2 separate regions of the Triticum aestivum genome follow, and region 1 is linked to region 2. The links are chromatin contacts, called in public Hi-C maps. All regions are on one chromosome and are shown on one strand. The core of a region is the stretch at or near the end of the contact, and the rest is flanking DNA. Distances in the headings are between cores, read along the strand shown. Region 1 holds the start of LOC123095864 (HMG-Y-related protein A). Region 2 holds the start of LOC123095863 (DNA-directed RNA polymerase I subunit RPA12).

Region 1 (6,137 bases), core at 2,402-4,901, 360 kb before region 2:
GAATTTGAAATATTTATGAATTTCAGAAAATGTTGTACTAAAAACAAAAAAGTGTTTGTGGATTTACAAAAAGTTTGTGAAGTCGAAAAATGTTCATGAGTTAAAAAATGTTCACAATTTAAAAAATATCCTGAATTTTTTAAAAAGGATTGCAAATCGAAAAATTGTTCACGACTTCAAAAAATTCTTACGAATTTAAAAAATGTTCATGATTTCAAAATAAATTATAAATTCGAAAATTTTCATGATTTCTTAAAAAAGTATGATTTAAAAAAATGTTCACGAGTTTGAAAGATGTTTGCAAAACGAAAAAAGTTAAAAAAAGAGAAGGAAAATGAAAAAGAAAATAAAGATGAAAAAAAGAAAATAAAAACAAACGCACGAAAAATAAAAATAAAATGTAAAAAGATAAAAGAAAGAAAAGGCCAGAAGAATAAAGAAAGGCAAAACCAGTTCAGGGCCGGTTCAGAAAAATAAACAATACCAGTGGGAAAAACCAACATGGGCAAGTCCATACAGAGGACATACACACGTAAGTGGTACGCGCGGCCTAGGCGCCAAATAGGACTGGCCCTCTACGGAGGGCACAAGTTTATCAGGAAAAAAAAATGAGTGGTTGACATGGGGTTTGATCCATGCCGACCATGGTTTTATTCTGAATATGGACTTCCACCCATCTTACACTTTCTAGACCAACATCTAAGATATCTACATCGTGTTTTTGCTAAATCTTGGTCGTGCTTCTTAGAATTGTGAAACTACAAAAATTCATACTACATGCTCGTAGGTTCCGCAACTTCGCTACGACATCTTTGTCCCTTGGGTGAAAACCTCATATCCCGTTTTGCCAAATCGAATGAGAGTAGTTGCTCCTGCCGTAGCTCCCTCCTAGGAGGTGTCGGGAGGCGACGCCTTGGAGACCTTGATATGGTGTTGTGAGGCCGGTTTGAGTCCGAAAGCGAGAGCTCGTCATCGAGCAAGCATCATTGGTCATGGTGATTGTCGATGTTCTCTTGGTGTTCTGCTAGTGCAGCTTTTTGGTCCGACGATGCTTCGGGCATAGCCTAGGTAGTTGGCTTGCTCGTAGTTAGGCTCTTCGGGCGGAAATCCGTTTTGCATGTTTTTGTGTTTTCTTATAAAGCATGTCAATTATCTTTGATTCTTCACGAGGAAAAGAACACTCGTGGATAGGTTGAGGTGAACTAGGAACATGAACTGAGCGCACGGCAGTTCGACAAAAATGGTCGTAGCTTCACGAAGAAGATACGCTCATACGCTGTGGTCCCTTCCCCAAGTTGCGGTTTGCTCCAGAGACCGTCCAATTGCACGCCTGAAGCCCATCAAGCTTCATAAAATTTTCACTAGCAACAAAACAGATAATGAAAGAGGAACAGAGACAATAACTGCAAAATTTGCACAAAACGTCGAAGTTACTGCGTTCCAAACAGAGTAACAGAGGGTTTGAATTACCAAAGAAATCGCCAAAGGTTGATGTAGCAGGGAGAAAAGTGAATGCCACTGGGACAGGAGCGGACCGAATCGTTAGGCGGCAGGAAGAGGCGTCGGGAGACACACGATCACCCAAGCTTTGCCGATGCAGCCAACCCGCCACATTCTCCCTAGTCTATACTCTCAAGCCATTTCGCTCAAGCAGGTAAGACTGAAGCCATTTCGCTCAAGCAGGAGACCACTAGTCTCCCTAGTCTATACTCTCAAGCTGACAGGACAGGATCGCCGGTTAAACGAACGAGGAAGAAGACGACGCGAGCAACTCGTCTCGAACTCAGCACCGCATGGTGCCATGGCTGCCGTCACCACCGCTGGCAGCTCGAACTCAGCACCACATCCACATGGGATGATGGAATGGAATTGGATCGAACCACTCTTTGACCAGACGATAAGCACCTGAGCCCAGACCATGTCGTGCTCAGCCATCTCTCTCTAGTCTCTACCTGCATTGATGCCAGCCATGAACATTCTTACCTAGGACTGCTACTTGCCTAGTACTTCAGCGTCGCCATCGCCAGTACAACAGCATCCGATCGCCGGCTGATCCGTTTTCTCACTCTCCCGGAACGCCTCCCCGCGTCAGCGGATCACCAGATTCTGCCGTGCACCAACATCTCATTCGCGGTCCAGGAAACACCACAGCGGAGGCAAGGCATATCATGCGTGATCCTTGTCCTTGCACAAGGGACAAGATGCAAGCACATGTTTGAAACCATGTAGGAAATGGAGCATCAAGAGTGGTTGCAAATGAATTTTAACAGTTACTCGAGTGCAGTGTTCACATCACAGACCGACAACCAGAAATCACGGGAGATGGAAGTCAAGAAGAACAAAAATCAATGTGATTCACGCTTGAAATGAACTGCGAAGAGCATCAATACACGCTGGAGCAGACGCAGGCGCCTCAGCTCGTGGTATCCTCCTGGTGGAGGGAAATGATCGACCAAGTGTGCGCTGACAGAGATACAAGAGGGATACACCGTCGCCGGGGGAGACGACGCCCCTCCGGCGACCAACACCACGCCACGGACTGAAACACCACCCACACTCACCGGACAAACGCTGCTGCTGCAGCATCGTCTTGTCTTCCACCTCGAATTAGAACAACACGAACGGAGAAATGACCCCCACACCTAACAGAACGGACACCAGGCACAAGTGGAAATGTTAGCTCGCTCGCTCCGGCCCGGCCTCGCTCACACGAAGCCCACCTCGGCGAACTGCGGGCGCGGCTTGGCCGTGGTGGGGCCGGGCCGCGGGACCGGCGCCATGCCGTCCGGGAGCGGGTTCTTGCGCGGCCGGCCGCGCGGGCGCGGGATCTTGGGCGGCGCGTCTGGGTCCCGCGGCTTGGGCGGGCGGCCCCGCCGGCGGGGCGCGGTGGCGACAGCGACGACGGCTAGTCCGTCGCTAGGAGGGGCGCCGATGGCGGCGGGAGGCCCCCCGGGGTAGTAGCCTGGCGGGCGCACCTTCGGGGGCCGGCCGCGGCCGCGCTTGGCGGGAGGCGGGGGCGGCAGCGGCAGCGGCAGCGGCGCGTCGTCAGAGGATTCGTCGTCGTCCTCCTCCTCCCCCTCCGGCTCCATGTCGTCCTCCTCGACGGGGGACCTCGAGGGCGGCGGTGGAGGGGGGAGCGCGTACTTGCCCCCGGCGACGGCGACGAGCTCGGCGGCGGCGGACATGCGGGAGAGGTGCGCGGCGACGAGCGCGGGGTGGGACGGCGGGAGGTCGACGCCGGCGCCGCGGGCCGCCTCGATGCGGCGCGCGATGGCGGCCTGGCTGGAGCCGTTGGGCTCCCGGAGCGACGCGATGGCCTCCACGATCATCTGCACCCACCACAAGGAGCCAAAGAAGTCAATTTTCCCAGATCGGTCGGGGGGCGGGCCGCAGATCTGGGGAAAGAACCAGGCGGCAGCGGCGGCTAGGGTTTAGAGGGGGCTTGCCTCGGGGTAGGAGGGGAGGACGGCGAGGTCGGAGGCCGCGCGGGGCGACGACTGGTCGCCGCTGGAGGTGGCCATGCCTGCCTGCGTCGCCCGCTGGCTGGCCTGGCTCGGCTGTCTCTCTCGCGAGCGCAGGCAGAGCAGCGACTGTGCGCGTGTGGGAGTGAGCGAGGGGTTGATTTGGGGTTGGGGGGGTGGTGGGGGGTGGGAATTGGGGGCGCAGCGCACGCGGATCTGGGTGAGGCGCTGCGGGGCGGAAATGGAACGCAAGTACGGTTCAGACGAGGAATCTGTCGGGTGGTACCGGGCGGCCGTGGTCGCGACCGGCTTCCCTTCCCTTCCCTTTCCACTCGCGCATCCCCACTACCCACGACCCGCCACGCCCACACCGGTGGTGGGCACTGCAGCCCGGCCGTTCCACAGTTTTTTTAAAAGGGTGCGGCTACATCTAGTCGACCGATAAAAAGAAAGAAAATTGCATGGATTTCTATTTAAAATCTCACAAATATAGCATCGAGACTTGGTTAGATCTCAGTCAAACTGCGATCTAGCAATCTTTTCTTTTAATAAATCATAAGCTTTATTCGTTACATATAATGAATACGTCGTTTACGAGTTTACGAGGAATGTTACAATTTCACTTAAGGGCTCCTCAAACCAACAAGAAGTCAAGAAAATCTAGCTAATCTAGCGAGTGGAAACGATCTTTGCTAGGTCGTCGGCTGTTTGGTTCTTAGCGTGAGGGATGTGATGAAGCTCTAAGCCCTCGAACTTCTTTTTCAACTTTCTCACCGCGTTGCAATATCCCGTCATGGCAGGGCTTCTAATGTCCCATTCCTTCATCACTTGGTTCACCACGAGATTCGAGTCGCCGTAGATCATCAGGCGACAGACGTCGAGTGAGATGGCCATGCGTAATCCATAGAGGAGTGCTTCGTACCCGGCCTCGTGGTTGGAGGAATCGAAGTGTATCTGCAGAACGTAGCTGAGCCGATCGCCCTTTGGAGATACCAAGACTCCCCCAGCACTTGAACCATTCAGCGTCTTGGAACCATCAAAGAACATGGTCTAGTGTTCCGGGTGACTCTGAGTCGGCTGTTGTTGCTTGATACGTCTCCGTCGTATCTATAATTGTTGATTGTTTCATGCCAAAATTATACTGTGTTCATGGTGATTTATATCCTACTCATGCTTTCACTCAATGTTGGTTAATCTCAATGCATGTTTATGACTGTTGTGGCTCCCTAGTTGGTCGCTTCCCAGTCTTTTGCTAGCCTTCACTTGTACTAAGCGGGAATACTGCTTGTGCATCCACTTCCCTAAACCCAAAGTTGTTCCATATGAGTCCATCATACCTACCTATATGCGGTATTTACCTGCCGCTCCAAGTAAATTTGCATGTGCCAAACTCTAAACCTTCAAATTATAATCTATTTTGTATGCCCGAATCGCTCATGTAGCGACTGGGGGCTGTCAGTATCTTCCATGCTAGGTGGGTTATTCTCACGATGAGTGGACTCCGCTCATCATTCACGAGAAAGTGGCTGGTAATTGGGATGCCCAGTTCCATGCTCAAATCAAATCAAAATAATATCAAACAAAACTCCCCCATGATTGTTGTTAGTTGAACAGTACCCGTTGTTTTGGACCAGTCGTGGAATGTGCTTGTTGGTGGAGGGGGAGTATAAACTTTACCATTCTGTTTGGGAACCGCCTATAATGTATCTAGTATGAAAGATACTGAGAACTCTTGGTTGTTATGTTGATAATGAAAGCATACCGCTCAAAATATTATTTATCTCTATTTCAAAAGCTCGAGCTCTGGCACCTCTGCAAATCCCTGCTTCCCTCTACGAAGGGCCTATCTATTTACTTTTACTGTTGAGTCATCATCCTCTTATAAAAAGCACCAGGTAGAGAGCACCACTGTCATTTGTATGCTTTGTTATTAATTGATATTGAGTATGACTGTGACTGGATCTCTTTTACCATGAATTACAATGTCTAGCCAGTCATTGATCTTCAGGGGTGCTCTGCATTTATGTTTTGCGGTCTCAGAAAGGGCTAGCGAGATACCATTCTGTTATATCATATCATGATTGTTTTGAAAAAGTGTTGTCATCCGAGATTTATTATTATTGCTCGCTAGTTGATTATGTCATTGATATGAGTAAACGTGAGACCTAAATGTTATTGTGAATATGGTTAGTTAATAATCTTTGCTGAAAACCTGAATGCTCGCTATACATATTGTTGGGACAAACTCCGGACCAGCTCACCACTCATCTCCTCTCACTCGCTCGGACGAAGGTGGAAGAAGGAGCACACTGGATTTTTTCGGCGCACAAACGCCCCGCCGCACGAACGGCCTTACTTTACTAGGCACATACCCCCGGCTCGGCTCATACCGTCACCGTGGCTCGGCAACAAACCGGCGCAACTACAAGCAATACAAGAGGGGGTTCTTATACCCGGTGCACACACACCCAACACCCTCTAACAGCACGCACGCACTAGCTAACCCACTACATACACGCACGCACGCCGGCCAAGTCACACAAACGGCTTGATCCTTCTTTTGCTCTCCACCAACTACATGCACGCACACGTCCTATGCTTGTGCTGCTTCTCCACAACAGCCGCTTGACCCAGCAAAACAAACATGCATGTAGATACACAACGGCCCGGCCGCTG
Region 2 (5,466 bases), core at 1,239-3,738:
GCTGGCCTGCTGTTGACTGCCGTTGAATCTTGAATGTTGATAGAAATTTTAGAACATTTTTGATCTGCTGCTGCTTGCTGTATTTGAATGTGAATGTTATTGCTACTGACCTACCGTTAATATCAATTTCATAGCCAGTTCTTTGTGAATGTTGCTGTTGGCCTGTTGCTGTTGGCCTGAACTGAATATCATTTCATTTTGTAGAATAAAAGATGAAGCGGTATTTTTCATCCGTGGCAGCAACAGAAGTGTCTACACCCGGGGTTTTAGCCGGAGGAAATGAAGGGGCTGAGAGGAGTGAAGCAACTCCAGAAAATGAAACCAATGCAGAAATGGGACCACCGCCTTTGACTTCAAACAACCCGCCTTCAATCTCAACTCGAGAAAGTAACATTCCAGATTCTGCTCGTGGTCAACTGAGGGAAGGTGATATTCAACCTGATCCTGGTCTTAGGAAACCTATTGAAAGCTTAGATCCGGACATTAGAGATGTCGCTAGAAGGATGTATGTAAATATGGGTCCATGCCAACCAACTGGGCATAAATTTAAAAAAGAAACTAGAGGAACATCTTTGAAAAAGAGATCCTTTCAAGCTAAATGGTTCGGGATGATACAATACCCGCTTGGGGCCGTTCAAGGGGGCGTGGTGGTCAAATGGTAACTTTCTATCAACGCTTCAGATATGAAATATTCAATGTTCTGCTTGACCAAATAATTACTGAGTTAAATAACCGCTTTGCTGAAAGATCTACTCAATTGTTGAGATGCATTGCTTGTCTTGATCCAAGGAACTCATTTGCTAATTTTGATGAAGACAAACTTGTTCAACTTGCTCAGATGTATGCTGATGACTTCTCCATATATGAGATTTCTTTTGTCCTTAGAAACCAACTTGAAAACTTCATTGCTGATGTGAGAGCTGATTCAAGTTTTGTTAGTTGTAATGACCTTGGTAGTCTTGCTGTGAAGATGGTTCAAACTGATAGACACATAGTCTTTCCTTTGGTATATCGTCTTATTGAGTTGGCATTGATTTTGCCTGTTGCAACCGCATCAGTGGAAAGAGCTTTCTCAGCTATGAGTATTATCAAGACTGAATTGAGGAATAAGATGGGTGATGATTGGTTGAATTATTCCATGGTGTGCAATATTGAGCGAGAAATATTTGCAAAGGTTGATGATGATGCTATTATATATCGCTTTCAAGCCTATAGATTTCGCAAAGGAACTTTACCTCCTCGTAGTAGTAAGTTTTCAACTTTGTATAATGATAATTGTTCCAATTCATGTTTATGTCTTCTCTCATGAAATTTTGCTTCTGATTTCTCTAAGGTGTTGGCTCTTCTTCCACCGTTGATCAAGTTATGGAAGACACTGATGAAGCAAACCATTGATTTGGTACTCTTTTTACTGCACGTACTGTTTGTAGTTCTTGTCATTTTTTATCTATTTTGGGTACAATTGAGCCATATTTGAGGTATTCTTTTGAGGTAGTTGTAGCTTGATGGATTTTAAGTTTTTCTCTCGCGACAAAAAAGAAAAATTTTGGGCCCGGGGCTTGCTCCAATCCTGGATCCGCCACTGGCGATGGATATGTCCAGGGGTGAGGCAGGTGGATCGATGATAGCACGAGATGATCAGGGATCCTTCCTCGCAACCAGATTTAGACACTACCCAGGGACTACTTCTCCGCTGATAGGTGAAGCTTTGGCGTGTCGGGACGCGATGGTATTTGCGATGGAGCAAGGATGGACCAACGTTCAAGTTGAAACAGACTGTCAAGTCTTTGCCAATGAGTGGAAGAATACAAGAGACCTGTCTGATGTGGGTCTCATTATTAGAGAGACGAAGGTCTATCTCTCATCTTTCCAGGGATTCGAGTTGTATCATATTAGTAGAGACGCCAATGGTCTGGCGTGCAAATTAGCTCGGCATGCTCTGCTGTTAGGCATGGGCGATGTTACTTTCAGTTATATCCCTGAGTTCTTGAGTGACGAAATGCACTATGTACGATGGAGGAATGAATAAATGCCTTTAAGGGTCGTACTTCAATAAAAAGGAAATGCTGCACTCACACGGTGCACCATGTGAGGCTTGCATAATTCCCGTCTGCCCCGTTCATCTACGATCATAGGCAAGCGCCACCAAGCCCGGCGATGAGCAGCGGTTGAAGTGCTGTTTTAAAGTGGTCGAAATTCTTCTCGTATAGCTGTGTGGTACTAAAAGATACTCAGAACGGGGATGTATCTGGTGCACCGGTCTCCCGTTACACATTAAAAAATATACTCAGAACAGGAAGTACCCAGCCTCCTTTCAAGAAAAAAAAAGTTTTTTTTTGAGACAAAAAAAATACCCAGCCTCTGGCGCGTTCACGCTGTGACCGGGCCTCTTGGGCTGGGCGTTAGAGTTTTCCCTAGGGCCCGCAGAGACGCAGACCGGTCCACATCCATCCTAAATGGGCCGGGCTGCGAACCTGCGCTGAAACCCTAAGCGCGCAGCCGGCCGTTCCCTGCTGATCATCGCCGCAGACAGAGGTCGGAAGAAGAGGAAGGAAAAGGCTCTATCTCCCGCACGGCGGCGCGGTGTAGCCGGCGGCGATGGCTTTCTGGCAGGCGCGCGACTTCCTGTTCTGCGGCGTGTGCGGCACCCTCCTCGACTTCAACTCCCACCGCTACGCCTCCTGCCCCCTCTGCGGCTTCAAGCGCAAGGCCAAAGGTCTCCCCCCTCCCTTCCTCCCTTCCTTTCTCCACGCCCAAGTTTACTCCTCTCCGCGGATCCCGAATCACACAATTCTTGATCCCAAGCATCCTTGTGACTGGCAATCCCGTGGCTAATGCAAAACTGGCTCCTTGTTTTCTGCAGATATCGAAGGGAAAGAAACTCGGTACGCGGTCACCGCAGAGGTACGTCTCTCTCTCAAAATCAATGAATGGTTCCAGGCGAAGAACTAGGTGTGCAGAACGGCTTGTATGCTGCGCTAGTTAGATTGCAGTGTCGTGTTTCTTGAAGGAAAATACTGGCCCTGCTAAGCTGCTGCTGGACTTGGGAATTTTTTTTCAGAGAAAATTGTTCAATCTTTTGTAAGAATGCATCAATTAGCTTCATAAAATCAATGGAACAAATTACATACTTTAAGAATTGATGATTTTCTAGGTCGGCATGTGTAAGCTTACCCTGGAACTGTTATACTTTGACAATTTTGATCTTGGGGTCTAGTATAACTGTATAAGACACCTGTTGATTTTTAGATCCTGCTAGCTTGGCACGTGCAGATTCCTTTACTAGGCAACACAAGTTTCTATTTCCAGAACACGTGCTTGATTTTGAATTACATATGTCCTGTTGACAGGATATTAGAAGAGAGCTAAAGATAAAAGCGTTTGTGGTTCTTGAATCGGCGCCAAATTTGGACATAGTTGTGCAAAGATCCCTGGTAAGCTAAATTGTTTGCTTTTTCCCCCTGGTTATTACTTTTTGGATGGATGGATACCTTGAGCGTTTCACATATATATCCTGTTCTGCCTCTAGACAGAGCGAGCCTGTCCGGAATGCAACCATCCTGAACTCGAATTTTACACGAAGCAGGTTATTTGCTCACCTTCAGCTTTAGTTATGATTTTCTCTTTCTGGTTCTGAATCCTGCCGACCTTTTTGACGTGCAATTGCAGCTTCGGTCAGCGGATGAGGGGCAGACTATCTTCTACGAGTGCCCGGAGTGCGGCCACGCATTCAATGAGAACACGTAAGAAAGAAGATTCCTACTATCAGTGTATGGATATGGCCAGAAGAAACTACTCCTGCCATTGGTTGACAATCGATGTTCAACGAAATTTCTCCTGCCGTTGGTTGACCATTGATGTTGCATTGTTTTGGCGTGTATTCTAATCTTGAATGTTACCTGGGATATGTTAATACTCGCTTTCTATCTAACGCTTTTTTATGGTACCTGGCTGTCTGATGTATTTGACTGAATGTGGCCATAGAAAGAGCGGGATGTCTTGTTTCTAATGGTGATTGGACTGGTTGCTGCATTTTTGTAGCGCATCGTGATTATTCAAAGTCATACACACTTGTTGTTGACCGATTCATTTTGTGATAGTTAATACAATGCGTATTGGTTTTCTCTCAAGATGAACTTCACTGACTTTGTCTGAGTTTATATAGAAAATTATCTATAGCTACAATACCAAATATATCTTTCAAGATGAACTTCATATATTTTTGTCTGAGTTTATATAGAAACTGCTCCTGCCATTGGTTGACAATTGATATTCACCGAAATTTCTCCTGCCCTGGGTTGACCATTGATGTTCCAGCGTTTTGGCGTGTATTCTACTCCCTCCGTGATTATTGTAGCAGTCTTCAATGTTACCAGCAATCTTAGGTGGTGCATTAGGCATCTTACAAAGTTTGACTTTATAAAAATCTAATACACACTATTTTGGGGCAGAGTGAGTAGATAATCCCGAGGCACATGTACTTTGATCCAATCATTTTGAGCTAAATTTCAGGGCACGGTTCTGTTACAAATACGAACGTCACTATGCCACTATGCCGATATAAAAGAATTATTCTTTGTTTTAGCAAATAATAAAGCCTAAATTTTAATCTTTGTCACATTTAAGTCAACGGATCTCGAGCTAATTAGTTATTAGGTAAAAATATACTGATACTGCCAGCAAGAAATTTGGAGCATTGGCATTGACCAGATTTATACCCAGTGAATGTTACGGCAACAGTTCTGAGTACAGGTAAACCTGCTCCATCCCCAATGACCTGCCACAATTACGACAATTCTTAGACCATCTTCACTTTCAGGGGTTGTATTCTGAACAGTAAACCTTGACCAATCTTGGGCACCCAAGGCCGATGATGGGACCAAAAAAAGAAAAAGAAAAGAAAAAACAGAGCTCCTAGGTGACTCATGCCAACTTATGGTCAAGGATGTTTCACCGACGATGACACCACAATTGTTTCCACCGCAAAACTGCACTCCGCTGGATGTCCATGCCGCACTTTCATCTGCAAAATTGATAGTAGCAATTAGATGGAACATCATCACATATGCGATGTTTAACTGCACATAAAACTGGTGCACTTACATGTACAAGATCCACACCACCCGAGCGCCTTGTAAACTGTTTTGATTACCTCAAATAAATCAAACCTCGGTATAAACAGACAGCTACGTTTCAGGTTTCATTGGAGGCTCGTCCTTCAATCCTTTCGTTAGCAGATCATAGTTGATGGATGCAAGTTGTGAAAGATTCTGCAGCAAGAATTTAGAAGAATGATGTGCAGCATATATGCACGAGAGGGCTAATAACAAAATTTTGCGGATGTATATTTAAGGACTAATATCATATTTGAAACCAGATCACAATCACAATGACAGGCGAAAACTGTTATTTGCAGTGTTGAGTCATTATTAATAACTTTGGGATTGATTCTGTGGCCAGAAGAAT

The links. Hi-C and Micro-C count contacts between places; a contact is called where the count stands out from the background.
Region 1: a contact with region 2 is called in a Hi-C map of leaf, with 4 times the contacts expected there. The contact joins the promoter of LOC123095864 here to the promoter of LOC123095863 in region 2. A contact is called at or near these places in 2 of 5 Hi-C or Micro-C datasets (both in leaf).

What each region holds. Positions count from the first base shown.
Region 1 is chr4D:21,952,632-21,958,768 of IWGSC CS RefSeq v2.1, reverse strand. LOC123095864 (HMG-Y-related protein A) reads right to left here and starts at 3,651. Exons shown (of 2, transcript XM_044517435.1): 1 at 3,447-3,651; 2 at 2,333-3,329. The coding sequence starts at 3,521. The coding sequence ends at 2,706.
Region 2 is chr4D:21,596,289-21,601,754 of IWGSC CS RefSeq v2.1, reverse strand. It overlaps LOC123095863 (DNA-directed RNA polymerase I subunit RPA12), which reads left to right and starts at 2,488. Exons shown (of 5, transcript XM_044517434.1): 1 at 2,488-2,716; 2 at 2,864-2,904; 3 at 3,351-3,434; 4 at 3,530-3,586; 5 at 3,670-4,066. The coding sequence starts at 2,599. The coding sequence ends at 3,747. It overlaps LOC123095862 (probable serine/threonine protein kinase IREH1), which reads right to left. Exons shown (of 18, transcript XM_044517433.1): 17 at 5,104-5,270; 18 at 4,675-5,023. The coding sequence ends at 5,187.